Regions from separate parts of the Triticum aestivum genome. Here region 1 is linked to region 2. A link is a contact called in public Hi-C data. All regions are on one chromosome and are shown on one strand. Each heading gives the region's core, a stretch centred on a gene start, on an enhancer-like site or on the middle of the called end of the contact. The rest is flanking DNA. Distances are from core to core; before and after follow the strand shown. Region 1 holds the start of LOC123154003 (probable receptor-like serine/threonine-protein kinase At5g57670). Region 2 holds the start of LOC123154001.

Region 1 (3,247 bases), core at 639-3,138, 270 kb before region 2:
CGTTGGATCACTTGGGGCCAACATTGATAAATGGCAGCGATTCACCCGGTGGAAGAGATCAACGGCTAACAAATGCTTCTGCATCACTGTGGGTGGCTTATCCAAGTTTGAAAATTTGTGTACTATAGTAGTAGAGAAACGCACACCCACCATTCATCAACCCCCGCTGCGGTCAGTCCGCTGCCATCCAGCAGGCCCACTTGCCAGGCAAAAAGAGTATGCACGTACCAGTCAGCTGAGTGAAACTCATTGCCGGCAAATCCATGCACCAGCACGAGGACCCACACGCCAGTGGCCGTGAAGCCCTGAGCCTTGGCCTGGCTAGCCACGCATAAATATGAAGGAAATTTTGACTTTGGAGTTAAGCACTACAGCAGGTTGGATTGCAAGAGGTCGTCCCTCTCACTGACTCAACCCTGATCACTTGGTGCCATATGGCATTAAGCGTGATGCATGAGGACATGAGAAAAAAAAAAGAATTCCATGGTCTCGTGGAGCATATGAAGAGAAAGGAACGAAAGGCTTTTCGACGATATGGTCAACCGAATGTACCTTATATTTTGATCAGATATAAGCTGATGCTAACTTATGGGCGATGGCTAGCTTGGGTTGTTTGACCCATGTAACCCCTCTTTCTATAATTGGAGTTATTATCAGCCGCTGTAGTTTTTTTTTTTACTTTTGGCTTGACCGCTTGAGTGAGCTGTCGCACGTTTCAGTAGCCTATATGTTGTATTAGCCTCTTTATAGTTGTTGTTGGTCCCTCTTTTCAAGTTTTTTCCAAAGAGTTTTGTGGTTCCGCAAGGTCGTTCTAAACTGTATTGTAAATGTTCTGAACCGGATTACATTGTATATTTTTTTTTCCTTTTTCAGGCAAGGGGTACATGTCCACCACTTACCTTGGTCTTGTAACTGTTTGCATCTTGTTTCATTTTCTCCGCCTTAATATATGGGCAGCAAAACCTGCCAGTTCCTCAATATTTGCACTATAGTTTTTTCCGCTTAGTAATACGGCATGTGCACTTTTCTCCTACATGATTCAAAAAATATACCACACACACAAAAAAAAATTCAAGTCTTTCAAGCGAACGGTTGACGCTGGCCCATTTAAACCATGGGCCCAGGCACCGTCAGTCCTGCCTCGAGCAAGATGGGCCGGCCCAGGCACGCATGCGGCTCAGGGCAACGAAGTCCAGCCACACACCAAAAAATTGCCTAAAAAAACTGCCTTAGAAGTTAAAACTCGAAAAAAAGACATGCAGACGCGCGCCAACCTTTTCTTGGTTGCGACGGCGCAGCAGCACGTACGGGCGATCGACAAGGACGCACTTTGACAAAGGGATGCAGCTAGCACAAGCGCTCAACATCAACCGCGTCGTTTTCCACTCCATCTTTTGGCCGAGGCTGGATGCCCATTTGTCGCCGGCCTCAACGCGGACGTCGCGGCGGTAAGACGAGCTGGCGGCTCGTACCGTGCGTGCGTTTGCGCACTGGAGCCGGTGGCGAAACGGCAGCTACCGCGGCGGCAGTCACAGAGAGAGGAAGCAGAAAGCAGAGTCCCTTCCCTTCCCCTGCTGCGGACGCAACGCTTCCTTCCCTTCTCCCTAAGCAACTGCCTGCCTTGCCCTCCCGTTCCGTTTCACCCGCCCGCCTAGGCCTGGGTAGACTCGTTCCACAGCCACGCTCAGGTGTCACTGCTGCTGCCGCCGCTGCTGGTGGTGTGGCTGGGCTGCCTGCAACGGCGCGGTGCATGGAGGGTCGCGTCCACCGGTCCACGTACGGTACGGGCGCGGGCCGGAGCGGGACCCAAACGCCCCACGGCCCCGCCCGGTCGCGATCTTGTGCCCACGACGCGCGCGGCGTTACGTAGCACTCTGACGCATCAATGCCCGATCCCTAGCCACTTCCTACACCACTTCGCCTCCCTCCACTTCCTTCCGATCCCTCTTCACCCGAGACCAGAGCTCGCCCTCGTCGATCGCCCGCGCGCCGCTCAGCCAAGAAGCCGCACGACGGCGTTGGCGCATTGCCCCGGAGAGGCCCGCCGACCGATGAAGCCGCTGTACCTGCGTGGCAGCGGCAGCTTCAAGAGGCTGCTGCTCTCCCTCTCGCCGCACCGCGCGAAGCGCGTCCACGCGCCCCCCGACGTAGAGCACGCCAGCGCGCAGACGGAGGCAGCGTCGCCGCCGCCGCCGGAGCGGAGGCCCGAGTGGGAGTGCTTCTCGTACGAGGAGGTCCGGCGCGCCACGGGCGGCTTCCGCGCGGCCAACCTGGTGGGCCGGGGCGGGTCGTCGGAGGTGTACCGCGGCGAGCTGGCGGACGGGCGGGCCGTGGCGGTGAAGCGGCTCCTGGGCGCGTCCGCCTGCGAGCGCCGGGAGCGGGACTTCCTGGCGGAGCTCGGCACCGTCGGCCACGCCCGGCACCCCAACGTGTGCCCGCTCCTGGGATGCTGCGTCGACCGCGACCTCTACCTCGTCTTCGCCTTCTCCGCCCGCGGCTCCGTCTCCGCCAACCTCCACGGTACGTCACGCCCGTAACGGACGCCGCACGCACCACGGCCATTAATGCCAACAATGTTTCTTGAATGAACCGTGGGTCGATTGATTGATGAATGAATGCATGCTCAGGCGGCGAGGAGGGGGCGCCGGCGATGGGGTGGGAGGCGCGGTACGGCGTGGCGGTGGGCACGGCGAGGGGGCTGGAGTACCTGCACAAGGGCTGCCGGCGGCGGATCATCCACCGGGACATCAAGGCCTCCAACGTGCTGCTCACCGACGACTTCCAGCCCCAGGTCAGTCACTCAGCCGCGGCATCTCCATCGTCGATCGATCGATCCTCCGCTCTGCTCCGGCAGCCCTGACGCATGTAACAACAGATCTCCGACTTCGGGCTGGCCAAGTGGCTGCCGACGGAGTGGACGCACCGGGCGATCGCGCCGATCGAGGGCACCTTCGGGTGCCTGGCGCCCGAGTACTACACGCGCGGCATCGTGGACGAGAAGACGGACGTGTTCGCCTTCGGCGTCTTCCTGCTGGAGCTCATGGCCGGCCGCAAGCCGGTGGACGGCACCCACAGGAGCCTCCTCGGCTGGGTGGGCACCCAACCGACCGACCAAACATTTTTGGCCCTAGGCCGTTGTACCAGCCTCCGTTCCACGGCAGCGCACGTTCGTTAATTAATTAATTAATCTTGTCCAAACAATGCGAGTGCAGGCGAGGCCCCTGCTGAGCGAGGGCAAGACGGAGGC
Region 2 (3,657 bases), core at 753-3,252:
AATGAAATGAGAAGAAGCGCATTTATCTTATTCTGTAAGAAGCATATTTCTAAACACTAGAAACTGAAACGAGAAAAGGTGCTTCTTGCAAATGAAATATACAGCAAGTAGTAACATCTGAGACAGTACAGATTGAAGAGGAAGTTCAACTGATACCTGCTTTTGCAAGGTTGGGTGTGAACCATATGGGAGGGAACCACGTCCTCCAGGGTTCAGGATCAACCAACCTGGTCCTGCTATTGTTCTCCAAGTCGTACACCCCTATGTCACGGGGATCATCTTCGCAGTCGAATAAATCTTCATGATCATCATGAGTATAATACACATGGTTTGACATCAAGCCTGGATGATCCAACCAACCTGGTCCTGCTATTGTTCTCCAAGTCGTACACCCCTATGTCACGGGGATCATCTTCGCAGTCGAATAAATCTTCATGATCATCATGAGTATAATATACATGGTTTGACATCAAGCCTGGATGATCTTTCACGCTAAAGCAAGATGTCGTGCGTTTCCCAGTAAACAACGCACAGTCACCTATCCCTGCCATCTTAACACGCTTTTGCTCGACAAAATCAACCTTGTACACTTCGAAAGCGGTTGCATACGTCTCACCAACCGGTTGTTCAGGATCCCAGTCCCTCTCCTTGTAGATTTGGAGAAAATCTCCCCATGGTGCCTGAAGAATGTAGTACCTCTGGGCCACGTCAACCATATCTGGTAAAATCCTTCTGTGGATGACGGATGGTCCATCCAGATTGTACATATCGATCGCGCCTTCTTCAGTCACTGCATAGAAACAGCCATCATGGTATATGCAATCTGCGTAGAAACTATGCATTTGGAGCCAGTTCCACCGAGCATCTCCCACTTTGGCGAACGAGAGCTGCCAGTACGGCTGATGGATGAGCATGACAATGCATTCACCTGTTGATGGATCAGACGATAAAATCGCCTTTATGTAGACAACTTCACCGCACCTATCCAAAGAACATCCATATGGTGTACTGTACACCCTCGGAAGCTTTCCGTGGTAGAAAGACACCTCGTACTTTTCAAGAACCCCATCGCCGTTTAGGACAGGTTTGACATGCTCCATGGTTGTCACGGGAGGGAGTGCAATCTTGTCACCGGTGATAGGGTTGAGCAGCATCAGGTCAGATTTTTCATCCATGGTGACTAGCCATCCGTGTGATGAGCCAATCCAGTTGCTGATGGGAGGTTCAGGGAGAGGCATGGAGTAGGCCTTCCGTTCGGAGAGACTGTACATGCCAAGAGCCTTCACACCGGCGGCCTCGGTACAATAGAGTAAGCAGGGGGTCTGCCGACTGGGGCAGACACCGCTGCCGCGGACCGTGGAGCTTTTGCCAGAATGTGCAGACGGCGGCGGATCGGAGGAGGTCCGGGCACTCGAGCAACTGGAATATGCTGATCAGTATGTCCGCTGGTAGCCCAGACCAATCTGGAGCTGGACCTCCCATTGGGGACGGACAGAGACAAATACCACAGCTTTAGAGCAAGTCGACTAGAACCACACGGGCGGCCGGAGCTGCGAATCAAAGAGACCAAGACTGCGGCAGCTCCGGCGGCTACTCCGGCCGCGTTCTGATGCAGATCCTTCCCACCCCAATCCAATCCGGGAGAGAACCGGATATGCCTGCCCTGCCCGGTCGAATCTGATTTGGGAACGAAACAGTGAAAACCAAGGAATCCGCCGCCACTTTTCCGTCCGTCCCGTGGGCTGCCCTCGCGACTCACGGGACGATTACCCGCCGCCTTACCTTCAGCTCCCTCACCCACGTCGGCCTATGTCGCCGCCGCCGCCGGCGGCATGCCCGCGGTGGCGGCAGGGCCCCTCTTCCACCTCCCTCTCCTCCTTTTGATGCTCTCTCCCTGGCGACCTCCGCCCTTCTCGCTGCGGCGCGGCGGTCTTGGCGGGTGCGTCGGGGTGACGCGCTCGTGGAGGTCCCGCCCGGCGGCGTGTGCGTCTCGGCAGGGAGCAAGCGTGCCGTGCCGCGGTGGGTTGGCTGTGCGGCCGATTCAGGCCTGGGCTGGGCCGCGCGGTAGATTTTTCTGTTTTTTTAATTGTTTTAGTTTTCTACTATTTCTGAATCTTTGAAAGACAAAAGATCCCAGGAGGCCGAAACGGCCCACAAGGCCTAAAAGCAACACAAGCCGGCCTGCAGCCGTGTCGGGCATGGAGCTTGGGAGCTCCTCCTATTTGACGCTCTCTGCGTCAGTCGAGCGATCTAGGCTCGCTAACAGTAGATCACGCTGGAATAAAAAAAGAAGAGATGCCAGGTTTCGAACACTAGACCCACCGCTCCCGAACATACGATTCGAACCAGTTGAGATAGCTCGCTTTCTTGATCACAAGCATTGCAAAACCTTAAGAAAACTAAAACGCCGATCCGAACGTTTTTAAAAAATTTAAACACAATTTTTTTTCAAAAAAAAACGTGAATGTTTTATCAAAAGCGAACATTATTAGCTTTTTTTTTACAAATTTTATGAAAGCTCAAACATTTTTCAACACACAAACGAATTTTGGAGACGTGAACATATTTTTTAGAACGGAAACATTTTCTAAACTACCCAAAAAACTGAACAGGAACAACTTTTCAAATTCCAAAACAAAATTTGGAAACACGAAAAACTTTTGCACGCGAATTTTTATGAAACTCCAGAACAAAATTTGAAAAAACGAACATTTTTCGAAACTCCAAAAAAACTTGTAAATATGAACATATTTTGAAATTTGTGAACAAATTTTGGAACGAGAACATTTTTTCAAACTCCCAAACAAATTTAAGGAATTGCCGAACATTTTTTCAATTTGTGAACAAAATTTGAAAAAATGAAAATTTTATAAATTTGTGAACAAATTTGGAAAGCTGGAACACTTTTTAAAATTCCTAAACATTTTTCGAATGCAAACAAAATTTGAAAAAACGAACAAGTTTGAATTTGTGAACAAAAATAAAAAATTGAATTTGCAAACAATTTCTTAAATGACGAACATATTTTAAAGGTTGAGAACAAAATTTGGAAACACGAACAATTTTTAAGTTTCCGAACAAATTTTGAAACATGAAATCTTGAAAAAGAGAAAAAACTAAAAAAAGGAAACGAAAAAAAACTAGAAAAGGAAAAAAGGAAAGAAGAAAAAAGAAAAAAAGAAAAATATAAACATAAAAAAATGAAATCCGGTTTAGGGAACCTTCCAGAAGGTCCCCCAAACCGGTAAAACCCGGCTGGGAGACTCTAGAAGGTTCCCAAAACCGAAACTGCCGCCTACAGTGGGAGATGGGCCGGCCCAGTTGATCACTCCCCTTTGCGTTTGCTCGACTGCTTGACGCGGAGAGCGTCAAATAGGATTTTCCGTAAAGGGTTGTGCATAGGCATATGACCGACTCGCCATCATGTGGATTATGCGGAGCACAAGATATTCATGGAGGCGCCTCCAGTCAATTTCACTATGCCAAGATGCACCTGGACATTCGTTGATGATGAATTGGCACAATATCTAGCATCAATCATCGAACCAAACGCCAAACAGTGCCTTTTCGCACTCATGGAATCATTATCACATGACCTGCTTGTGAAGCTCTCGGTTACCTTGTGGGCAATATGGGCAGCACGACGAAAAGCTATTC

What was found. A called contact is a pair of places that touch in the nucleus more often than the background predicts.
Region 1: a contact with region 2 is called in a Hi-C map of leaf, with 2.4 times the contacts expected there. The contact joins the promoter of LOC123154003 here to the promoter of LOC123154001 in region 2. A contact is called at or near these places in 2 of 5 Hi-C or Micro-C datasets (both in leaf) and 1 of 1 datasets of contacts at active chromatin or transcription factors (leaf).

Annotation. Positions count from the first base shown.
Region 1 is chr7A:630,867,374-630,870,620 of IWGSC CS RefSeq v2.1, reverse strand. LOC123154003 (probable receptor-like serine/threonine-protein kinase At5g57670) reads left to right here and starts at 1,888. Exons shown (of 5, transcript XM_044572827.1): 1 at 1,888-2,520; 2 at 2,628-2,791; 3 at 2,876-3,091; 4 at 3,213-3,247. The coding sequence starts at 2,052.
Region 2 is chr7A:630,593,441-630,597,097 of IWGSC CS RefSeq v2.1, reverse strand. It overlaps LOC123154001, which reads right to left and starts at 2,002. Exons shown (of 2, transcript XM_044572825.1): 1 at 157-2,002. The coding sequence starts at 1,271. The coding sequence ends at 309.